Linked DNA regions of Gossypium hirsutum: region 1 is linked to region 2. Evidence: chromatin contacts called from public Hi-C data. All regions are on one chromosome and are shown on one strand. The core of a region is the stretch at or near the end of the contact, and the rest is flanking DNA. Distances in the headings are between cores, read along the strand shown.

Region 1 (5,992 bases), core at 2,710-5,209, 37 kb before region 2:
CTAAAGCAGATATGCTCTATCTTCTCTATTTCCTCTTCAACAAGAACATTGATTCTTGTCGGTGAATGATCTCAACAACTAATATTTAACCATTTTCAACATGATTCACAGACATGGAAGCTTTGGAGATACCAATGCACATATCAAGAAATGAATGAAATAACAAATAAAAGACCCCGAATTGAAGGCCCCAATCAACCAGTTATACTAGAATACAAAGGTGTTTGCATAATGTTAATAAATTTTATCTACATTGAGCACAATCATGTTAGTTCAAAACAAAGCTTAACGATTGAATCAAAGCAACAAACAAATTGAAACACGCCAATAGCAGTTGAATCGATAACTAATACCTATTTGAAAAATCCACCTCAAGTTCATATTCAGAAGCATTCTTGGTAGCATCGACCAAGACGGTAACAATTTCAGTTTTGCGAGTACTAGCCATTAGTAAATCATATTCCGTCGGAACGATAATTGCAAAGAAATTATCGCTTAGTTCACTCAAACATATCTTATCTACAGCGGCTAAAGCTATCCGACGCTTAAGCGTACCGGTGTCAGGGTCAACCAAGTAAACCGCAAAATCAGTCACCATAAGAATCCGCCGTTTCATCTTTCCCGTTGAAGTGAACTTCAGAACTTTATCAGCAAAGAAAACTTGCTTGTCACCTGCAGGTTTTATATCATTTTATTCTTAGATCGAAGCGCTAAAATCAAATAAGAATAAGAAACAACCTTCCTCAAATTATGATCTAGATTTTAAATTGATTCGAACTTCAACACAGACCAATAAAATCCTAAAAGATCCTATCAATTCAGTCAAGCTATTAGACTAAATTCCTGTGTGCCTTAGCTTAGATCTTACATATTAAAAAAGAAAGAAAGTATTAACAATGTTTTTCAAGCAAGAACAGGCATTCACAATCTGATCATATCAAATACGAACTGAGATTTAACGCTTATATTGAACAATAGCACCTGATTGATATGATATTTAACGCTGCAAGTAACAAAAAGAGTTAAATAACCTTGTTTTTGCAAAATCTTCATTAAGTAAGGACGGGAGGGGATATCCATGTAGTCTCCTTTATATTCATGACGGCGGGAGGCTTTTCGTCGGACTTTAACTCCCATAAAGGGCTCCTGATCTTCCGTCACGTTGCTATCCGACGGCCTCAATCGCATCCTGATGTCTTCTTGTCGTTCATCGTCGTCGAACTTGGGGGCATCGGAATCGTTCATTTGGACTCGCCGTTGCAGGTTGTGGTGATTCTTTTTCGGTCAGGGCGAGTCCAAATCCGGAGCAATGTTTGGCTTTTGGGAAAGGGAGAGAAGTGGTGGCGGTCCTGGCGGAGCTAGAGGCTAGCTTTGTTCGGGTGTGCATATTACCGATTCCGCATTTGAGGGAATGTCTCGGTAGAAATGGCATTGAATCAGAGCCGTCGGATGTTCAGATTCTTTATTATCGACGGTCTAAATTTACTTTTAATGAATAAATCTTAAAATTATTAGTCCTACGTTGGTAAAAATAATTAATTATCTGATTGTATTTCATTTATTTTATTTAAAAAATAGGTAAATTAATTTCTATAAATTATATTAAAAAATAAATTCATCATTTATCTATATTCCGGTTTGTTTACTCTACTAAAATATATCAATTTACTCACTCTACAATAGCTATATGTTCCGTTTAGGAATATGGATTTAGATTTTATTTATTGGGTAAATTGTAGAAATAAAATGCATGTAGATAAAATTCTTGAGATTCAACATAATGTATATCATAAAAAGTATAAAAACATGAATTTGTCAAATCTAATTTTTTTTTTAAGAATTTCAAATTTATTATTAAATAGATATTTATTAAATCTTAGGATTTGAGAAATTATTATTGTGGCATTTTCAACCCGTTCAGTACTTAATTTACACTATTTTTAAAAAACTAAATTCTAATTCTAAAATCTTACTTCTCAAATGTTACTTTAAAAAATTCATTTAATTATACTATTAAAAATTGTTATGTCTAAAGGAATAATCAAACAGTGACATATGGGATATCACATGTACTTCGTGCTGATGTATAGAGACCAATTTTTAATTGTAGAAATGAATTATTTTTTAAAAAAATAACCAATTTGCTATCTAATCTAACGTGTATGGACTAATTTGTCTATTTTTTTTAGTAAAAGAGACTAAATGTAATCTAACTTCTAGTATAAAGATCTCTATGATATTTTTATTGTCTATATTATGACATGCACCAACATTTGGGTGTAATAAAAAATATAATAAAAATATTTAAGAAATAAATTTATCTTAAAAATAATAAAAATTGTGAATAATTTTATTAATTAAGACAAAAATAATATCAAGACAAAAACAAAACACTCTATTAATTAACTATTTGATATGAACTTATAATCTATTCACGAGGTTGTTTTGATCATACGATAAATACTACAATGAGGCTTTATTCTCTCATCACTCACTTTTTTAATATTATGACATTGTTAAGTATAATTTTATTTTATACTAATTTATAATTTCATTATTTATTTAAATTTAAAATTTTCCATTTTCCCGGCTGCCCCCTGAATTCGTCTGGTGGGACTTGCATTGTTCTCGAAGATCTTTTGTAATTTCTATCAAGCATTTTCAACGGAAAAAAAAATGATTCCAAGTTCCTAATGGTCCAATGTCTCCATTTCTAAATAAAAACGGTCCAATATAAATACATGCATATATTCTTCTTATTTTTTAAGTCGAAATCCAATATTCTTCCAATTCTACTTTTGGTATTTTCTTTGCTATAAAAAAATGCTTTTCTTTTTCTTTTTCTAAACAATAAATATGTTGAATTGTGTAATTTAACTCGTACTCTCAAACTCGATTAGTGATTTTGTAAATAGTAAAGTAATATAAATAACTTTAAAAAAGCATAAAGAGTAGAATAAATTTATTAAATAAATAAAAATATAATGAATAGAAATAGCAAAGTTGATTAAATCTTCGCTAAGCTCATGTTGTTGTAATTGTAATAAATTATAAGAATGTGGGTTCAACCGTCTTTAAATTATAAGAGAGTTATTTATAAAAGTAAGCATTGTATAAATAAAAAAAGGTAAATTATATTTAATGTCACTGAACTATTAATAAGTTTACATTTTGATTATCGAACTTAAAAAAGTTATAAAATATTTATTGGACTATTCAAAAGTTTTTATTTAAGTATGTTGTAATTTTTTTTTAAAGTTTGGCTAACGAGCTCCAAGCAATGATTCGATAATTAATACAATAGATTAGTACCCATTGACGAGTAGAAGAATATATCTTAGATCTAAGTTGATGGAACCATCAGTGTCAGAGATTAGAAAAGAAAGTCATTTGGATTTTGATTTAAAAATTCGTGACATTCAAAGTTATTTTATGAAAAAAATAAACTATAGAAGAGGAGGGAATGAGAGATTTCGATTAGTGGAGACGATACGAATAGAGAATGTCATACAATAACGATTTTTACAACCCAATAACTTAAATAAAAACTTTCGGATAGTTTAATAATCATTTTGTAACTTTTTAAAAATAAGTGATCAAAACATAAATTTACTAATAGTTTAGTAACCTTGGTGTAGTTTACCCATAAAAAAACAATCATTTTGGAAGTAGTGTTGTAATTATTGACTTCATTGATAGTTATCCCTTGGGCCACAGGGTCTTAGTCTTTCCCACACAAAACTCACGGGTTTTGACCCAGACGGCCAGACCAAGCCAACTCAATCGACAAAACGCGTTCGAGACCGGATCCAATCACAAATCGAGGAACCCGAAAGCGACACTCATGTTTAAAAAAGACTCGTGCCTGTTTCGTTTTTTCCCCGAACGACCACGGGCAACGCGTTTAGTCAGTTTAAAGAATCTCATTTTCCAACGTAAAAAAAAAAAAAGATAGAGGAAAAGGAATAAAAGAAAAAGGAAACACAGAAAACCAGAATAATAAATAAACGGACTTAAGTCACTGGCAACTTTCGGCTAAGATGGTGTGATCTTTCATTTTTAAAAGTATGGGACCCACACACAAAGCCAATCAGAGACTATCAATAGAGCTCGGTCCACCCGTATATAATATACCGCCACTACACCTTATTATAAATTCTCCTCTCATTTGTTTTTGTTTTTCTGCTCTTCCCCATATTAAAAGCCTGCCTTCTTCTTCTTCGATTAATATTTCTCTTCTCTAATCCACCTAAAGCTCCTTCAAGTTTTCGAAAAACACAATATATTTAAAAAAGAATAACTAAAAGCACCTTTTTGAGGTTCGATCTGTTCGATTTCTTGCATTTGATTGTTCATTTTTTGCGTTGTTTTGATTTTTTTTTTGTCAATGGTGAATGGATCGTAGGTTTTGAGATGGCATCAAAGCGGATCTTGAAGGAATTGAAAGATTTGCAGAAGGACCCTCCTACATCATGCAGTGCTGGTATAAAATATATATATACGCCTATAAACTCATTCTTTTCGTTATGTCTTTTTATTATCTTTTTTCTTGTATTGATGTATTTAATCTTTGTGTAAGACGATAGATTTCTAGAGGTATATATATTTTTTATTTGAATGGGTGATTACAAATGACCGGTTTGATGTAATTATCAGTTATTTTTGCAGCGGAAAATGATAGATTATTAGTAATGTTTGTTTGTGATTATATTGAAAGGATCTAATTTTGATGTCTTGTTGTTATAATGCTCGTGTGAGAAGACAGTTCTTGGTATTTATGTTTTGGGATTTAAAATAGGATTCAAATTCTATAATTATCAGTAATTTTTTACTCAAAAGATGTTAAATTATCTATAATGTTTATTTGTGATTATTGGAAATGATTGTAATTTCATGTTTTTGATATAATTTTTAGTGATTTTTTTTTTGCAACAAAAATGTTATATTATTAGTTACGTTTACTGGTGATTATTTAGAAAATGGTTGTAACTTTGTCAGCCAACATATGGATTTGGACGGCTGAGTTAAGTTTGTATTCTGCCTCGTAGTGGCTTCTATTCGTCAATTTGTAGTCTTTTTAGAACCAATAAATTGTAGCATCGAAAAAGAACCAAAATAATTGTAAAATGTTAAGCATTGATAAAAAATAGTTTACATTACAGTATGCTCAAATGAAACTTTTCATGAATTAAATGTGTTAAACTTGGAATTGCTCATTTTTTATATTCGGTCTTAAGAGTCATTGTTTATAACATGTCTAATCTATGGTTGTGTTCGAAACTTGTATAAAGATAGCATTTCATCATGCGGTGGCATTATTAATTAAAGTCTTTTACTTTGGAGTTCAGTAGTGGAAGGAAGGAAAAAGACTTCATTCGGTTTTTCCATGTTTGGTATTTTTCTCCTTTTGGTATATTAAGAGATTAAGAGGAACGAACATGAAAACCATAATATTCATTATTGTGTCAGCTAATTCTTGACCCTATCTGTGCAAGATAGGCATGACGGGGTAAACGATGAAGGAGACCCTTACTTCATTTAAATGTAGTATATGATCATATTCGAGTGCAAATGTTTTAATTTTTGGAGTGTAAATCAATTTGATGAACTGTAGTTCCGAAACCAGGTCTGTTGTCTAATTGATTGGGACTATCCTTCCTGAGGAATCCCAAGGTTTTTTGACTGATTTGTTACGTGCCTTCAAAGTAGCATTTTTTTTTCTTTCTGATTTTATGAATTTATACAGTTTTCTAGGTATGCACTTATCACCATTTTGCTTGTAATTACATATTTGACATTGAGTCCCTCATCTGCATGTTCATGATATTTCTTATTGCTCTCGTATGCTGCTTATGCTGATGTTTTTCGGTAATTGGTTGTAGTATCTACAAGTGCTCAAGGAGTATCGTTGAGCTTTATTACTTATATATCGATCATTGATTATTTGACAATTTGCAGGTCCTGTTGCTGAAGACATGTTTCATTGGCAGGC
Region 2 (5,117 bases), core at 943-3,442:
ATATACAATTCTCTTGCACACTCAAATTGTATCTTAATTTTAAGTTCTCAAAAATTAAAATTAAAGAAAGAAAATATGGTATCCAAGGACGAAATTTCAATAATTTAGGTTCTCTTCTACAGGAACAATTGATTGATTAAATTCTTAAAAAAAAAAGAAAAAAGGGACTAGAATGAGGGTCTCAAACAAGAAATCTAGGCCCATCATGGAGCTTCGATGTTTGGATTATTGATTCTTTTGTGAGTATTTATGGTACTAGATTTGAGGATTGAAGTTGTGATATTGTTTGCATTGCAAGTGAAGGGTGGGGTGGGGGTAGGGATGGGCTCGAAACCGTGAAAATCCCTAGCTCCTACTTATCGGACTTTGGAGACTGTTTGGGACACCGATGAAGATGTGCCTGGTCCTAAGTGTGGTCACATCCTTTGTAACACCCCTAATCTATATTCGTCACTGGAACAAGGTTACGAAGTATTATCGAAGTTTACAGATCAAGTACAAACACTTCATACATTTCTCATTTATATCACAAATCAATCATAAACAATCATATTGTCCCTTATATGAGCTCTCGAGGCCCATAATATGCAATAGAAATAAGTCGGGATTAATCCGAGTACTCAGAGAATTTTTTGCAAAATTTTAAAATTTTTCCTAGGTGCAGGTTACACACACCCGTGTGGTCAGGCCGTGTAGCTCTCATGGTCAATAGACACGCCCATGTCATATGCTGTGTATGCTTTCGAAATAAGCCACACCCTATTAAATTTGGTCATTTTCATCAAATTAAACATGTAATCGGTAAAATTTTCTTAAAGAAATTTTTCATACGATATTTCTATCATAATTCAGACCATAAAATAATATTAAAATAATTTTTCTTTTTGGACTCGGATTTGTGGTCCTGAAACCACTGTTCCGATTTCACTGAAAACAGACTGTTACAACCTTACTACCGTCATTGCCACCAAGACCCAGGGTCCTAGGCTTACTTTCTTTGGTGTTGCCACCTCCATTAAGGGTGGTGCTTCCTCTTCTTCTCCTGGAATCAGTTAATATATCTCCCCATACTCTATAAGTATAAAAAAGTTATAACAAATGGAAAAAATAAGAAAACTACGCTAAAAGAGATGGAGAATGGAGGAAAACAGAGGGAGAAGCTGAAAAGAATGGAAAATAAAGGGGAAAAAATGGAAGTTAAAAAAACATAAAAGAAAAAAAATTGCTTAAAACGAAAAAAAATGAGAACCAATTATATAATTTAACCTTCTTTTTTTTTTTTGAAATGATGATTTAACGTATCACGTTAGCTTACCGTTACACCGTTAACGACAATTAACGGCTCATTGATTAAAATGTTACAACATATTAATGTAAGTAACTAAAATATAACCTGATGTAAACAAAAGTGACTATTTTAATAGTTTACCTTTAATTTAACGAAATACGATGAAATAATGTGAAATTTTTTTAAGTGATGTATCGTATTTACTCAACTCATTGTAATATAATTCAAATTTTGTGATTTAATCGGTGAATAGGGTATGTAATCAAGTCGAATTAAATACAGAATATGGGTTATGCGGACTTATTATATTATTTAAAAATATCATATCATATTTTAAAATAATCACAAATTATTTAATTAAGTTCATAAATTAACAATTTTTCTCGACTAATAAAAAATGGTTACTTTACTGTTTTTTAAATATTTTTTAAATACAATATTAAATTATACTATAATTCATGAACTTGTATATTTTGATATCAAGATATTTTTATTTATTTTTTAACAATTTCATTATAATTTTTAATCATATTTATTCTTTTTGGCATAATACTTAAAACTACCCATAAATTCTCCTCAACCCATAAAGAGAGAGATAATACGCTCAAACGCACTTAAACTCGCATCTTTCTCCATTAACAATAATAATCATATCAATTAACTTATGACAAATATACATCCTTATCTAAAGAAAAGAAAATGGTTTGTCAAAGGAGTGATCAAAAATCAAAATGCTGAAAATCCCGAGCATGGATGAACCACAAGTAAAGTGGTTGACAGCCGTCCAATCTAACCCTTTGGGTCCACAAAATCAAATTGATGGACTGAGCCCATTCACATGTATCTGTATGACCATTAGATTTTCTAACAGTGGGTCCAGACAATATAAGAAATTTTAAAAAAAGAGGGGCCCAGTAGACAATCAGGTGATAGACACGTGAAATTTGTATGGAGACTCCTGTACCCAATTACAGTCCCAGTCAAACTCGTCTTGTGTTTTTATAAATCCACGTGGCTATCATGATCAAGTTCCCAACAGGTTTAATCATGAGACACGTGGATTAGACATATTCATTGGTAGGTAATATTTACCTGTAGCGGAGCACATGGCAAGGAAGAAAAATAAAAAAGCAAAGTCTGAATTTGTTATTTCTATTGAACATAATTAAATAGCATACAAAGGTGGCCGAAGACTTTATTTTATTTAGAGGCATGTTTCTTGACTGTCGGATGCACGTAAAAACACAATCTTCTATTTTCGCAATTTTTAATGAAAGATGTGTGACCTTTCGTAATACAAATATTTCGTTCCATCTTATTAAAGTCAAAAGGGAAGAAAGTTATGTTGCTAAAACATGAAAAAATAAATTAGAAAATTATATATAGCTTGATTGATATCGATATTCTTGTCAGTGTCGGAGGACATGGGTTCGAGTGTATCGATGATTATTTAAGGATTGAGGAGGAGTTATAAATAGTTCTAGACACTGTATCAATAATAACATATATGAGAAGAACATATATTAAATTTCAAAAAATATATATACTACATACATAATAAATAGAAACATAATTATAGATTTAATTATTTTAAATTTTAAATATTCTTTTTCTAAAGAAGGAAATTTATAATATCTACATTATTTTTAAAATTGACTATAAAATAATATATTTTATTGTGTTGTGCTTATAAATATTAACTTAGTTTTTAGTAGATTTTCATGTATCATTAATATTATACGGTTACTTTCATGTGTTTAATTACTTATTTCTTATTGAAAACGAATGATTATATCTACTTAATATGAAAATTGTTATATCATGTAAACTCAAATTAGGCTCAAATTTTTACATCTATAATTAAATCAAAATGAAATTTTCATATACATTCCTCATATCATATATTAAATTGAAATTAAAATATCTATACCCTAATATAAAAGTTGTCTCTCAAAATTTTCTCTGAGGAGCTAATTTTATGACAATACAACAATGTCTTAAGAATTTATTTAGGAATGGTGGCTTGGAATCATAGAATATGATTCGTCTTTGGGTTTATTTAAGTAATTGTTCCTAAATTATTTGTTAAATTTTAAATTAGTTCCTAAATTTCAAAAATATTTTATTTGTATCTTTAAAGTATTATTGTTGTATCAATCATGCCATTATGTCTGCTTAGCTATTAATTTGGACATTAAAGGCTAGTTTGAATCCAACATGAAACATATGTAAAATACGTAGAACAAATTGTAAATACATGTGTACTTATTACATAAACATGTTGAAAATGTAAATGGAATGGTATCAAAAGCATTTTTTAAAAAAGAAAAAAAAATCAAATCTATATTATTCATACACAATTAAAAACGATGTCATATAATTTTAAATACATAGTATAGTTTTGGTGTTATCAAATGTTGTAATTAATTTTATTTTTTTCTATAGTTTTGGTGTTAGCAAAGTGAAGCCGTATTTTAGTAATATAGAAATTGAACCCCGTTATAAACAATAATGTGGATTGTTATCGAGGATATAAAAGAAAAAGTAGAAGATGATATTGAAACTTGGGCCAGGAATTAGTGTAAGTGATGGCAAGTGGTTGAGCTGACAAATTTACCCTATCACCCATGAATGAGTTATAAGAGTGACGCAACTCAAGCTCTGACACTGGAACTTATATGATAATCAATGAGATATTGGTGCCCCCTAAATGCTTCAACTTCCATTCCATATACAAGCATTATACTATTTTTTAGTACTCAACTCACAATCTTAATCCAACTTTTCATTTTTTATATTATAAAATTACATTCTCATTCTTATTATTTAGAAAAGGGGAAGTCGACTTGAGCTTAAAGTCGAGTCCAAGTTCAAGTAAAAATTTGAGACTGTTGGGCCCAACAAGAACTCAAAATATTTCAGGCTAGGAGTTCTTCTCGAAATTGGGAGGATCTCAGGTAGCTGGGCCTAAGAAAATATTTATATTTTCCAAACCCCCAAAACAACAGGCATTAAAGACTGTTGGGCCCAACAACAAACGACTTCGATGTTTTTGCATCTTAAAACTCCAAAACAGGCATTTGATGATTGCTTTGAATTTTAAGATTTTTTTCAAAAAAAAAAAAACTATATTGGATTGATAAAAACCTCTTTCTTTAAACAATTTTTTTAATTAATAAGATTTGAAACTTTAATCTTTTTTATTTTATATTAAAAACAAAATCATCAAATTAACCTGAATCAGTTGGATCAAACTTAAAATTTCAACAGTTCTACCACGAGTCTCAAATTTTTAACACTGTTTTGGGCGCTACTGTTGATAAAAGTACCATGGAACGGAAGTTCCAATACTAGGTGTCAATTTTCGTTTCGCTTTCTTTACTAAAAAAAATGAATAAATTAATCTTTATACGTCATATCAAAGAGCAAACTCATTTTGTTAAAATTTTCATCCATTTCTATTTTTAAAAACTGTCGTAATTGACTAAATAACCAAACATTTACATGGGACATACCACGTACAAAGACAAATTTTTAATAGTAAAAACCAATAGAAGGATAAGTTTGCTTTTTAAATTAACATGCATGGACTAATTTGTCAATTTTTTTAGTGGAAAGGGCAAAATGCAATTGAACTCTTAATACAAGTGCCTCTACTTTTCCCAACTATTTATTTTAAAGGATAGATTTAAGAAAATCCACTCAACATTATATATTATAGAAATTTCAAGACACTTGAGATGAGACAGAGCCATAGCCATAGCCACATCCGGCTCCCATATGGCTCTGCCATTGTGTGAGGTAAGGAAAATAACATACTTTGCAAACC

The links. Hi-C and Micro-C count contacts between places; a contact is called where the count stands out from the background.
Region 1: a Hi-C map of leaf shows a contact between it and region 2, with 2.6 times the contacts expected there. The contact joins the promoter of LOC107942309 here to the enhancer-like site in region 2. A contact is called at or near these places in 13 of 34 Hi-C or Micro-C datasets (anther, callus, fibers and 2 more).

Annotation. Positions count from the first base shown.
Region 1 is chrA12:107,034,671-107,040,662 of Gossypium_hirsutum_v2.1, reverse strand. LOC107942309 (ubiquitin-conjugating enzyme E2 28) reads left to right here and starts at 3,959. Exons shown (of 5, transcript XM_016875955.2): 1 at 3,959-4,319; 2 at 4,406-4,483; 3 at 5,959-5,992. The coding sequence starts at 4,414. It overlaps LOC107942312 (myosin IB heavy chain), which reads right to left and starts at 1,433. Exons shown (of 4, transcript XM_016875962.2): 1 at 1,032-1,433; 2 at 354-672. The coding sequence starts at 1,245.
Region 2 is chrA12:106,997,091-107,002,207 of Gossypium_hirsutum_v2.1, reverse strand. It overlaps LOC107942311 (plastid division protein PDV1), which reads right to left. Exons shown (of 4, transcript XM_016875961.2): 4 at 4,976-5,117. Among protein-coding and RNA genes, the nearest start is that of LOC107942311, 8.7 kb to the right of the region's middle. Within about 2 kb of position 2,192, at least 3 of the 9 cell types and tissues checked have an H3K27ac peak or open chromatin away from gene starts, as enhancers often do. A contact at or near this core is called in hypocotyl and leaf, where this site is marked.